Regions from separate parts of the Mus musculus genome. Here region 1 is linked to region 2. The links are chromatin contacts, called in public promoter capture Hi-C maps. All regions are on one chromosome and are shown on one strand. Each heading gives the region's core, a stretch centred on a gene start, on an enhancer-like site or on the middle of the called end of the contact. The rest is flanking DNA. Distances are from core to core; before and after follow the strand shown. Region 1 holds the start of Ddx18 (DEAD box helicase 18). Region 2 has its middle 15 kb from the start of Steap3.

What was found. Promoter capture Hi-C pulls out the DNA fragments that hold promoters and counts their contacts.
Region 1: a promoter capture Hi-C map of pre-B cells shows a contact between it and region 2. The contact joins the promoter of Ddx18 here to the enhancer-like site in region 2. A contact is called at or near these places in 4 of 39 promoter capture datasets (the HPC-7 cell line, hippocampal neurons, liver and 1 more) and 2 of 115 datasets of contacts at active chromatin or transcription factors (large pre-B cells and pro-B cells).

Annotation. Positions count from the first base shown.
Region 1 is chr1:121,565,294-121,572,007 of GRCm38.p6, reverse strand. Ddx18 (DEAD box helicase 18) reads left to right here and starts at 4,028. Exons shown (of 13, transcript NM_025860.3): 1 at 4,028-4,217; 2 at 5,840-6,127. The coding sequence starts at 4,133.
Region 2 is chr1:120,271,413-120,277,220 of GRCm38.p6, reverse strand. No RefSeq gene overlaps it. Among named protein-coding and RNA genes, the nearest start is that of Steap3, 15 kb to the right of the region's middle. Within about 2 kb of position 1,765, at least 4 of the 459 cell types and tissues checked have an H3K27ac peak or open chromatin away from gene starts, as enhancers often do. A contact at or near this core is called in pre-B cells, where this site is marked.

The DNA of each region.
Region 1 (6,714 bases), core at 2,779-5,278, 1.3 Mb before region 2:
CTTCTTGATGTCCTCTACCATCATCATGAGATATGCTTTTAAATCCGGGTCTAGCTTTTCAGGTGTGTTGGGGTGCCCTGGACTGGGCGAGGTGGGAGTGCTGGGTTCTGATGATGGTGAGTGGTCTTGGTTTCTGTTAGTAAGATTCTTACATTTGCCTTTCGCCATCTGGTAATCTCTGGAGTTGGTTGTTATAGTTGTCTCTGGTTACAGATTGTTCCTCTCGTGATTCTGTTAGGCTCTATCAGCAGACCTGGGAAACTAGCTCTCTCCTCTGAGTTTCAGTGGTCAGAGCACTCTCTGCTGGCAAGCTCTCCTCTTACAGGGAAGGTGCACAGATATCTGGTTTTCGGACCTCCCTCCTGGCCGAAGATGAAGGCCCAAAACAGGACCTGTCCCAGAAGATGTGTTGCTTCGGCCTGTCACAGAAGCTGTTAGCCTCTGTAGTCCACACTCTCACCTGCACAGACTAGTCTCAGAGGGATCCGGGAATCAAGATGGCTCCCCCAGGTGCTCCTGCAAAGCCCTCCCAGGCCGGGCGGACACCTATCCTCTGGCAAGGAAGGTGCCCGGATGTCTGGAGCCTGAAAAGGGGGCTGCCTAAGAAGCTCTGTGCCTCCTGCCTGTCCCAGAAGCTGTTAGCTTCTATAGTCCACACTCTCACCTGTGCAGACTAGTCTTGGTGGAATCCAGGAACCAAGATGTCTCCCGCCGATCGGTTCTTTCTTTTTTGTATAAAATACAACACCTACTATGTTACAATTTTTAATGATAGGTCAAAACCTACAATTCAGATACAAACGCAATAACTAATTATGAATGTGCTCAAATGTCTAATAAATACTTGATATAAATTGTGTTCAGAGTGCACAGCCCAGAGATAAACAATTAATTTTTTGTTTTGTTTTTGTTTATCAAGACAGATTTTTTCTGTGTAACCCTGCCTGTCCTAGACCTGCTCTGTAGACCATGCTGTCCTTGAATTCACAGAGATCTGTGTCCTGAGTGCTGGGATTAAAGGCCATGTGCCACCATGACCATGCAACAATTAATTTTAAAGTAACCAGATATCCCTGTAAAGGATGAGCTCAGCAATAAACATCAAACTTTCAAAGACACAAAAATATGTTCCATCTGGATTTGTCGCTGAATCCTGAATATTTCTGTTCCTAGTTTTTCATGGAGAGTGACTGGAATATCATTTGTGAGAGGCGGAGGAGACAGCTCATTTGTAAAGTACCTGCTGTGCAAGCATAAGGACCTGAGTCTGAATCCGTCAACCAAGTAAACGGCAGACTAGCAGTAGACATCTGTAGTCGTGAAACTCGTGGACAGAGACAGAAAGATTCCTGGAAAGTGTAGGCAGAGAGTCCGGGGGAACCAGTGAATTCTCCACTCAGTGACAGACTCTTGTTTCAAAACAATAAAACAGACTTGCTATTGAAGAAGACACAGGTCATTGATTTGTGCCCTCCATAGGCACCTGCACACATATACACATGCCCAAGTGCACACAAACACACACACAAAGAAAATATTTCAAATTTAGTCTGTTCTAGCCCTATAGCTTTTGTGACCCTACAGGCAACAGCCATTTGATTGCCTAAAGACAACCAGGCTGTGAAATAGCAGCATGGCATGCTAATTTATAGAATATTTACAGTAATGCAGCACTTTGAAGACTCCTATATACTATAGAGTGGTGAATTTTGTAGAAAATGGTATTGAAAAGATCATAGACGATCACTTCGTGTGTTCTGGGGATATGATTCCTGCCATTATGCCTAAAGACCAGGATTTAATCTTCAGTTCAACAATAACAACAACAACAAAGGTAAAGAAAGAGCCTTATTTCAGAGATTAGAGCAAGTGTGATCATTACTTCTAACGATTCTAAGGTGTTGGTACAACAGACTGATTTATCCCATGAATCAAAGCCCTTCTTCTCTGATTAAAATATAAGAATCTACATTTTACTTTACGACACTATTCTTGGTTCAAGGATCCCAGGAGAAATTTCAAAGAATAGCATGGGTAAAGCATAGTTGTGTAATTTAAATGTTCTCCACTCCACCCCTGTGTGTGTGTGTGTGTGTGTGTGTGTGTGCGCGCGCGCATGTTTGTGCATGTGTGTTTTCATCAAAGGATATCCTTGGATGTCAGAGTTCTTTGAAGTAACAGAATTTAATAGGATGACTCTACATAGATAGATAGATAGATAGATAGATAGATAGATAGATAGATAGACAGACAGACAGGATAGAATTTATTGGAATGACTTACAGACTGCAGACCAGCTAATCCAGCAGTGGCTAGCTGTGAACAGAAAGTCCAAGAATCCAGTAGTTGCTCAGGCCACAAGGTGGTCTCAGTTGGTCTTCAGTATATGCTGAAATCCCAAAGAAGTAGGTTCTAATGCCAGTGAAGAAAAGATGGGCTAGCAAGACCAAGGCAAGCAGGCAAAGACCATGTTCATGTCCTTATACCTTCCAGTGGAAGATGTGGCCCAGATTAAATGTGTACCTTCCAGCCTTAAGATCCAGATCAAATGTGTTTGTCTTCTTCCCTCAAAGGTCTGAACTAGAAGTGTATTCACCCACTTTAGACCAAGAAAAATAATCTTTCACGGGTGTGCCCTCCTTTTCTGGATTGTAGTTCATTCCAGAGGTAGTCAATTTGACAACAAGAATAGCCATCACAGATGTCAGTCACTATCCATCTTGAGACATGGTTTCTCCTAGACCTGGTCTTACAGGGATGCTGGCCTCTGAGCACCAGTACAACTGGCTTTCTTCCTATGAGAGGTAGATGGAACTCAGGGCTTGTATTTGCAAGGCAATCACTTTATAGACTAAGGCATCTCCTCAGCCCCAATTATAATACTTCTATAGACTTAGGAGTAATGTGTAGCTCCATTGAATGGTGACTGACATGAAAGAGGCCCTGGGTTCAATACCCAGAACTGCAATACTGAATTAAAGACTCTATCTGCATGCCCATCCCGGGACTGACTGACTGCTGACTCTCTCTCTCTCTCTCTCTCTCTCTCTCTCTCTCTCTCTCTCTCTCTCTCTGTCACACACACACACACACACACACACACACACACACACACACACACACACACACACACAATCTATGCACAATGGAGGCTGAAGGAAGACATCACCCAAATGTCCATCCTGAAACCAGGATCTTTCTCAGGCAGCGCACGAACTTCCCTGTCGGTATGTTTTCTGTAACTGTGTTTCTGTCTTCGTGGAAGTTGTGTAAAAATTCAGTGTTTTACCTATGTCATTCACCATACATCTACCGCAAACTAGCACAAAAGTGAAAGAAAGAAAGAAAAAGAAAGAAAGAAAGAGACGAGAAGAGAAGAGAAGAGAAGAGAAGAGAAGAGAAGAGAAGAGAAAAAAAGAAAAGAAAAGAAAAGAGAAAAAAAGAAAAGAAAAGAAAAGAAAAGAAAAGAAAAGAAAAGAAAAGAAAAGAAAAGAAAAGAAAAGAAAAGAAGAGTGCAACGCCCTGAAAAATTGAGGGAAAACTATACGGTGAGAAAAGACGTTTGTGTGATACAGGGTCCAAATTGAAGTGGGTTTGTTGTTGGGTTTTTGTTTTTGTTTCTTTAGTCTTTTTGTTTTGTTTGGAAGGCACTGGGGTGGAGGGGTGGAGTGCTGCCCTGTGGACCAGGCTGGTCTCAGCTCAGAGATCCACTTGCTCTTGCCTCCCTCACGCTGAGACTAAAGGTGAACACCACCATCCCCGTCTCCCAAGAAGGTTTTAAGACTTAAACCTCTTCTGACAGGATACTGGCACCTCTCTAGCAGTGAAGGGAAAGAGACTCTTCTGAGCCACAAGGAATTCCGTCTTCCAATCGGCTTTTTTATTGTGCAGTCTTGGTTTGTAAAACTCTGGGGCCATTAGCAAGGCGAACGGGTTCACAACGAGTCGTCCTCCAGTCGCCAGGGGGCGCTGCAGGAAATTCGGTCTCCAAAGGGAACCCAGCTCTCACCAGGAACTGTTTCCGCCCGAAGCATTTCCGCCCCGCGGGTCCGCAGGCTCCAGCGGTACACTTCCGACTTGCAATTGCGCACGTGCATCTGTCTCGGTGCAGACGGCTGGGCGGCCTGGCAAGATGTCGCAGTTACAGATGAAACTCCTGCGCAGGAAGATCGAGAAGCGGAATGCCAAGCTGCGGCAGCGAAACCTGAAGCTGCAAGGTGAGCTGTGCTGAACCCCGCACTGGCGAACGACGTGGGGAACCCAGGAACTCGGCGGTGCGCTGGGCAGCTTCCGGCGGGAGCCGGGGATGCGCGGCACGAGCAGGCCGCCTGGGTCCCAGCCCCCGTGGACCCTTCATTGGTTCTGCCCTTTGCCGGCGTGGCTTTCTCGACTCAGGGTGAAAGCGGGAGGCCTCGGACTTTCTTCCCCAACTTTCTATTGGCAAGAAAACCTGCAGATTACCCTAGACCCCCCCATCAGCATCTTTAGTCCCCACGTAGAACTTTGTATCCATTACGGTTCCCGACTTTCACTTAATTGCTCGATCTCATCCCCTGCCCAAACTTACGAATTGTTTTCCTCGGAGCTTTCCCAGTGATACAGCTCTCTCCCCCAAACCCGTTCTTTTCATTCCTGCAGCGATCCTCTTCATATGTTAGGCAGAACCCTCCCAGTGTTTTTTGTCGCGCACAACTTAGTGAATTCCTTAACGTCTTGGTTTTGGCACAAGGGCTTAAATGAAAAATTTACACATGTCACTTTCTTGTTGCAGTTTCTGTAGCTTGTTTAGGTTACCTACCTGTAGGGGTTCTTAGCCTTTGTAATGCTGTACCCCTTTAATACAGTTCCTCATATTGTGTTGACACACACACACCATAAAATAACCTCGTTGCTACTTCATGGCTGTAATTTTGCTATTATGAATCGTAATGTAAATATCTGGTATGAGACAACTGTAGTGGGGGTTGGGGGGTCGAGAGATCAGTATGTTGAGGATCGCTGAATAATTGTCTAGACCCACGCAATTTTCAACAGATAGTATTTGAAAGACATCCCAGAGGGGATGGTGGATTTTAGGCAAAAGTATTGATGTTCCTTCACTTAGTACCTGTAGAATAATTAATGCTACTTAGTAGCTACTTCTTGGTGTGGGTAATGATGTAAATTAAAGATGGTGTTGCCTTCATTCTCTTTGTATGAAAATGGAAAACTTGTGAGGATAGTTTGGGGCTTTAATAGGGTTTTAATGAGTGGTTTTCGTTTACTGAATTTTCAGTTCACCAAAGTCTAGGAAAGTTGGGTTTGAATGAAGTGAAATTATATAAGTAATAATTGTGGGAATGCGAAGTAAATATCATTCAGTTATATTTATCAGACACTTGGCCGTGGCTGTTCCAGTACTAGCTCTGTATACCAGGCTGGCCTCAAACTCATAGAGATCCACCAGCTTCTGCCTTTCATGTACTAGGACTAAAGGTGTGTGCCAACACCAGCAGGCCAAATGCTTAATGTTAAAATATATATTTCTCCTCATTGCTGTTTACTAATCATTTGATTTAATTATGTGATCTTGCTGACATTTTTCTGTCACAAATTTCTATATAGCCGTAAACAGATAGGGTCTTTTGAAGTTAAAACAACTTTCCTTTACTGACATTTTTTTTTTCCATAAAGAAAATGTGCCTTTTCTATAATAGAGTACCAATATTTGGTTTTAACAGTGAACATACAAGAAAAACTAAATGATTGGGGTTCCAGAAAACCCATAATTTCTCCTGTGAAGGTCAGTGTTTATAAGTAAGCTTTCTCTTGTCACAGTGTAAGTTCTGTTTTTAAACAGAAACATCAGACACAAGCCTGTCCCAACCTCAAAATGGAGATGTGCCTAAAGAAACAGGAAAAGGTGGAAAAGTGAAAAAGGCCCTGAAACGTTCTGTGCCTGTGGACTCAGCAGAAGCACAAAGTGGAGGCATGCCTGAGGAGACCTTGGAAAATGGCAAAGTTAAAAAGTCACCCCAGAAACTCACAACTTTAGCCAACGGAGAAGCAGCACCAACACCACCTCCTGATTCAGAAGTAAAAAAGAAAAAGAAGAAAAAGAGGAAAATGGCAAATGATGCCGGGCCTGGTAGGTTTTTGGTGTTTTGTTTTGTTTTAATATTGGTCATTCAGATAGCTTTTCAGCTCTTGGTCACTTTTCTCTATTGTTGTATGTGTGAAGCATCCCCTATGCTCACCACCATGAGTCTACCCTGGGAGCTAAAAGACACCTTTTATTGGTAGACAAGGGAAGTGGGTTTTAGGTTTTCCCTAGATTTGTATGTGTTTTAAGTTAGCTGCCCTTGGGAAAAGTTCAAATTTGATAAGAATTTCTTTAGATTTATAATACTCCACTATGGGTTTTAGGGAGCAGTTCATTGGGCTTTGTAAATAAACTGGATCTATCATCACATAGTCTTTTGGGTTTGTATATTTCCGTGATTTCGAACACAACATGGATCTATGATGGTGATGGGATGATGGTGATGGGAAGTATCTCCCAGGCTTTTCTGTGTGAAGGTACTTCACATTAATCATTCTTTGATCTCTTGATTTACTTGTCTTTTGCCCATATATTTTTGTAAGCCCTCTTCCCCATAAGTACTTACTTGCAGAGTCTGTAAGATAACTTGTAGGAAAGTTGTGAATAAATAAGACATTGATTTTTCAAGTGAG
Region 2 (5,808 bases), core at 516-3,015:
CTCTTCTATCTCCAGACCAAGAGGTCTTCAGACCTGAGAGGCCTCCCTCCCCAAGTCAAAGACTATTCCAAGCTCCGACATGAGCTTCTTTCCCAGAGATTAGCTACGTGAATAACTCCATTTTCTACATCCAGAAGACCCTACTCTAACTATGTTGGAGCACAATGTCCTGCCTGGACAGGACTGACTTACAGTCAACAGGCAGACACGGGGACACACATTAATAATCCCAGATGTGAAGAGGCTAAGGCATAAGATCTGGACTTCAAGCCTAGCCTGGGCTACATAGTGACTTCCAAGTCAGCCCCCCAAGTTATAGTCAAACTGTCTGAAGAGAGCAAAGGCTAAGGGTGCAGCACAATAGTAAAGCACTTGCTGAGCCCGCACAAGACCTGGGTACTTCCTTCCACCAAGGAACAGAACAAAACAAACTAAAACAGACTTAAAGGCTCCAATGGAAAGTTTTCATGCTTTATGAGAAACAGTCTCTGAGCCAGGGACAGGGGTGACAGCTAGACTGCTGTGTTCAGGAGGCCTAGGCCTCCCATACGGTAGGAAAGACTATCAGAGAGGATCTAAGATGACCCCATAACTGTGCATGTGCGTACACGCTTGTGAGCGCGTGCATGCTCACGCGTGCACACACACAGAGCTATTTCACACAGCACAGCAGCTATTTCTAACATTTAATTCTGTCTTAATTAGGGTTTTACTGCTTTGAACAGACATCATAACCAAGACAACTCTTATAAAGAGCATTTAATTGGGGCTGGCTTACAGGTTCAGAAATTTAGTCCTTTATCATCAAGGCAAGATCATGGCAGCATCCCGGCAGGCATGGTGCAGGAGGAACTGAGAGTTCTACATTTTCATCTGAAGGCTGCTAGCAGAATACTGGCTTCCAGGCAGCTAACACAAGGGTATTAGCCTAATCCCACAGTGACACACCTACTCAAACAAGGCCACACCTACTCCAACAGGGCCACACCTTCTAATAGTGCCACTCCCTGGGCCAAGCATATACAAACCATCACAAATTCCTTTCTTTTCCTCTCTCCCTCCAGTGCCTCCCTCCCTCTTTCCCTGGTACTGAAAATGGAACCCAGGGCCTCACACACATGCTAGGCAATCACTGTAGCACTGACACACACACACATGTACACATGCCTATGACCATACCACATCTGTATCTTAAACAGTGATGAAGCTGGGGCGTGGTGGCGCACGCCTTTGAGCCCAGCACTCGGGAGGCAGAGGCAGGCAGATTTCTGAGTTCGAGGCCAGCCTGGTCTACAGAGTGAGTTCCAGGACAGCCAGGACTACACAGAGAAACCCTGTCTCGAAACAAACAAACAAACAAACAACAGTGATGTTACAATGGCAGCAAGCCATCAGGCAGGCAGTGTAGGTGGAACTGTGGAACGGCTCCTGCTTCCAGCTATGGGACAAGAAACCTCACAGCCATCTTTCCGAGCACCACAATGCTACATCATAAATGAAGTCACTCCTGAAACTGACTATGCTGAGCCTAAAGATACACTTAAGGCTGCCCCTCTGTTGTCTCTCAGAGTCCTGGCTCTGTGGAACCTACTCACAGTGCATGCTCTATAGTTGCTTTTGTCTCCTGCTGAAGCCCATTGGGAAGAGGAACTGTGCAGTAGGAAGCCAGTGGACATGTCCCTGTAAAGTCCTCAGAGGCTTAAAGCAAAGTCAGTAGGAAAAGAGAGGGGGCACACCATCCCCAACCAGCTGCCACTATCCCTGGGTACCCACCCTAAGGGCAGCCTCATTTGCATGTCATTTGCATAACCGCACAGTACTCTATTTCCCCGTGGGTCTTGTTGCCTATCATTTCATTCAGGCAGCTCTGTCTTCCATAAAGGAGCATCATGGGACTGGGAGATGACTCAGTTAGTAAAACACTTGCCTAACAAGTGTAAGGATGGGAGCTTGGATTTCCATAACCCACATAAAAAGCCAGGCACAATCGGGCACATTTGAGATACCAAAAGTGGCTTGATGGGAGCTGGAAACAGGTGCTCCCTGGATGCTTAAAGGGTATTTATTAATGACTATGTCCAGTTAGTGAGAGACAGACTAAAGGATGTTAGCACCTAAGGAATGACACCTTAGGATGTCTTCTGACCATTACACACATGCTTACCAATGTACACAGGCACTTGAGTGTGCACATACATACACACACACTCGTATGCACACACATACACATGCGTATACACATGTAATATAGAATCTGGAACCTCAAATTCCGGCTCTTTGATATGCTTCTGTGGGACCTTGTTTGGCCTCAAGGCGTTTCTGTACTCTGGGAGCAACTTCCTCTGTAATGCTCTCCCCTGACTGCTACAGAAAAGAAAAGCAAGCGCTGGAAGGCAGTGCTTTCTATGCCAGAAACTGGGTGCCAGGCAGCAGTCACCTCTCCCTCCTGTAGACACCAGGCAAATCTGATCTTGGTTAAACGGCTTGTTCAGTCTGGGCCAAGGGGCAGCTGCAGGCAGCTATTTTGAACTCTGAATATGAACTCTGAATTAGCCTTGAGGACAAGTTGCCAACCCACAAGATCTATCGTGCCTTCTGAGAAGCTTCAAGATACAAGGACTCATCCACCTGGCTGTTGCTAATTATCCCAAAATTTCTTCCATTCTGCTTTGTGACAGAGTGTCATGTAGTCCTAGGCTGTCTTTGAACTTGCCACATTGCCAGGGATGATCCCGAACTTCTGAGCTTCCTGCCTCAATTTCCCAAGTTCTGGGTGCCTGACTTGTGTGGTGCTGCGGATGGATGGAGGCAGAGTTTCTGCATGCTAGGAAAGTACTGAGCCAACTAAGCCTCATCCCCAAACTTCCTTTTTGGGTCCAATGTCTCACAGCTGGGAAGAACAGAGTCACTTCTGGAGTTAACAAAGACAACTAGAAGGGAATGACAAGCAAGTCCATGGATTTGACTGCCAACTGTCCATACCATGCAGCTGTCTTAGCCTTCTCATGCCTCAGAGTTCTTGTTTGAACATGGGCAAAGTGCACTTAATTCTAAAAAAGATTAAATGAAAGAACATAGCTATAACACTTAATGCAAAATGCAGTCTCTGCTGTGTAGCAAGCAGACAACACAGTGTCACTTGTGTACCACAGATACTGTCCTCTTCAGTGTTCCCTAGATCTCACTGCCAGCAAAGGCAAGCCAGGCCTTCCTCATCTGTACCTTTTCTTCCCAGCCCCCTTTTTTGCAGAGTGACCTTGATATCCCTAACAGGCCAGGCTGGGTCACCAGACCTCAAAAAGCCAATAAAACACACAAATAATAGTAAAAAGTTGTTCTATAACAGTTTTCTTTGAGACTGCGACATTCTATCCTGAAGGGAAGTTCCTAAGACAGAGAGTAGCCAACTCAAAATAGCTTCAGGAAGTCCCTGAAGCTGACAGGATTCACTAGGGTCTCCCTTTCCAAGAGTAAACAATAAAGGCTACTGAGAGTTGCTATCAAACAAGCTTCAAAGAAAACTGATACCAGATCTGCTGCCTGGAAACTGAGCATCCTGGAAAGGGCTTAGGCCAACTACACCACCTAGAAAGGATACTCTTCAGCCCACTGAGTTGCCTGGGGGCTGTGTTGTGAGTTCCAGGTTTCAGCTTTTTGGTGAGCATAGACAATGAAGCTCTACTTGTGTCATTTCTTCTCCTGTCAGTAACCCCTCAAGCATAAGTAATCTGTGGGTGTTTGAATAAGATGGGCTCCATAAACTCATGTATTTAAATGTTAGTTGCAAGGGAGTGGAACTCTTTGAAAGGATTGGAAGGATTGGGGGGGGTATGGTCTCTTTGTCACTGCATTGAGTTTTCAAAAGCTCATGCCAGGCTTACCAAGCTTATTCTCTCTCTCTCTCTCTCTCTCTCTCTCTCTCTCTCTCTCTCTCTCTCTCTCTCTCTCTCCAGATTAGGATATAAAACTCTCTGCTATTGCTCTAGCACCTGCCTGCCACCATGTTCCCTGCTATGATGATAATGGACTAAACCTCGGAAACTGTAAGCAAGCCCCAATTAAATGCCTCTTTTGGTTTGGGTTTTTTTTTTTTGTTTTGTTTTGTTTTGTTTTTTGTTTCTTTTTGTTTTTGGTTTTTTGGTTTTTTTGGTTTTTTGGTTTTTCGAGACAGGGTTTCTCTGTCTAGCCCTGGATGTCCTGGAACTCACTTTGTAGACCAGGCTGGCCTTGAATTCAGAAATCCGCCTGCCTCTGCCTCCCGAGTGCTGGCATTAAAGGCATGAGCTACCACGCCTTTAAATGCCCTCTTTTATGAAAATTGCCTTGGTCATGGTGTCTCTTCATAGCAATAGAACAGTGTCTAAGACACAGACCCAATAAAACTCATTGGTTCATCAGGTTGAACTTTGATGGTGTTATGGCTACTCTTGATTGTCAACTGAATACATCTGGAATGAACTACAATCAAAAAACGGAGAGCACTCCAGGGATTGATTATTTTTGCTTGGTTTAAAGTAGGTGAATCCACTTCTAGTCCAGACCTTTGAGGTGGGAAGACACACCTTTAATCTGGGCCACACCTTCTGCTGGAAGGTATAAGGACGCAGACCTGCTCTTTGCCTGCTTGTCCTCACCTTGCTAACACATCCATTCCTCACTGGCACTGGGGCTACTTCTTTGGGATTCCAGCATATACTGAAGACCAGCTGAAATATCTAGCCTCATAGACTGAACAACTACTGGATTTTTGGACTTTCTGTTCACAGTCAGGTATACTGCAGCCTGTAAGTTATTCTAATAAATCTCCTTGTGTGTGTGTGTGTGTGTGTGTGTGTGTGTGCATGAACATGTGTGTGTGCACATTCGCGTGTGTCTGTCTGTCTGTGTCTCTGTTTGTGTAGAGAGATATTCATTCTATAAGGTCTTTTATTTTATAGATCTCTGATTCATACAGGCAATATACATACTTTGGTCTTTGTGGGCTCCTGATGTGGTGTGTGTGTGTGTGTGTTGTGTCTTCTCAGGAAAAGTATGTTACACAACAAAGCAGAGGAAGGAGCTTTATTCAATGTAGCAATGTTGGAAAGGGGAACAAATAAAGAAGTTCAGTGACACTTCCAGCTCCACATTCCAGGTCCTGATACAGGTTTAGGTTTTAAAAGGGGGCGAGAGGCGTGCCTAGCTAGGCAGTCCTGCTCATGGCGTGGACCTGCTTATTATGGTTGTTGGGGCTTCAGTATCTCCTGCCAAGGTAGTCTGACATGGTGTCAGAGTTACAGGATGTCTCTTTCCAGGAAACTCGTTTCCCCAAAGGCCACCAGACTTCAGATTTTTTTCTTCTCCCAGCACAAGATACCTGGAGAAATTCCAGTTTCTTGGAGTTCATTGTTTTAATAATCTTAGAGCTAAAGAGCATCTCTCTAGAATGTCTTCATTCCTGCCTGGAGGGCTGTATAATCTCTAAGGTCCCCCAGCCTGTCACAGGATGGAGCCTTTTCCAGTAGCTTTTGCTGCAGTGGGGTGTTTCTAATTCAAGGGTCTAGGGTACCTCTAGTTGGTTGGTGAAGAGTCTGTGAATAGCTGGGAAGATGGACTCACAAACATGAGGACCTGACTGGCAATTGCAACATCTGACCAAAACCAGGCACAACAGAGAACATCTGGATCCTCGGCCCCAAAGGGGCAGCACCCATGCATGTTCTATACTCATGGGTGACTCTGACGACAGAGGTGCCTCTTGTTCCTCCTTTACCCTAGAGGCCCCAATCTGAATGGTTAGAACACAGAGCCTTGGACATGCAGCATGCC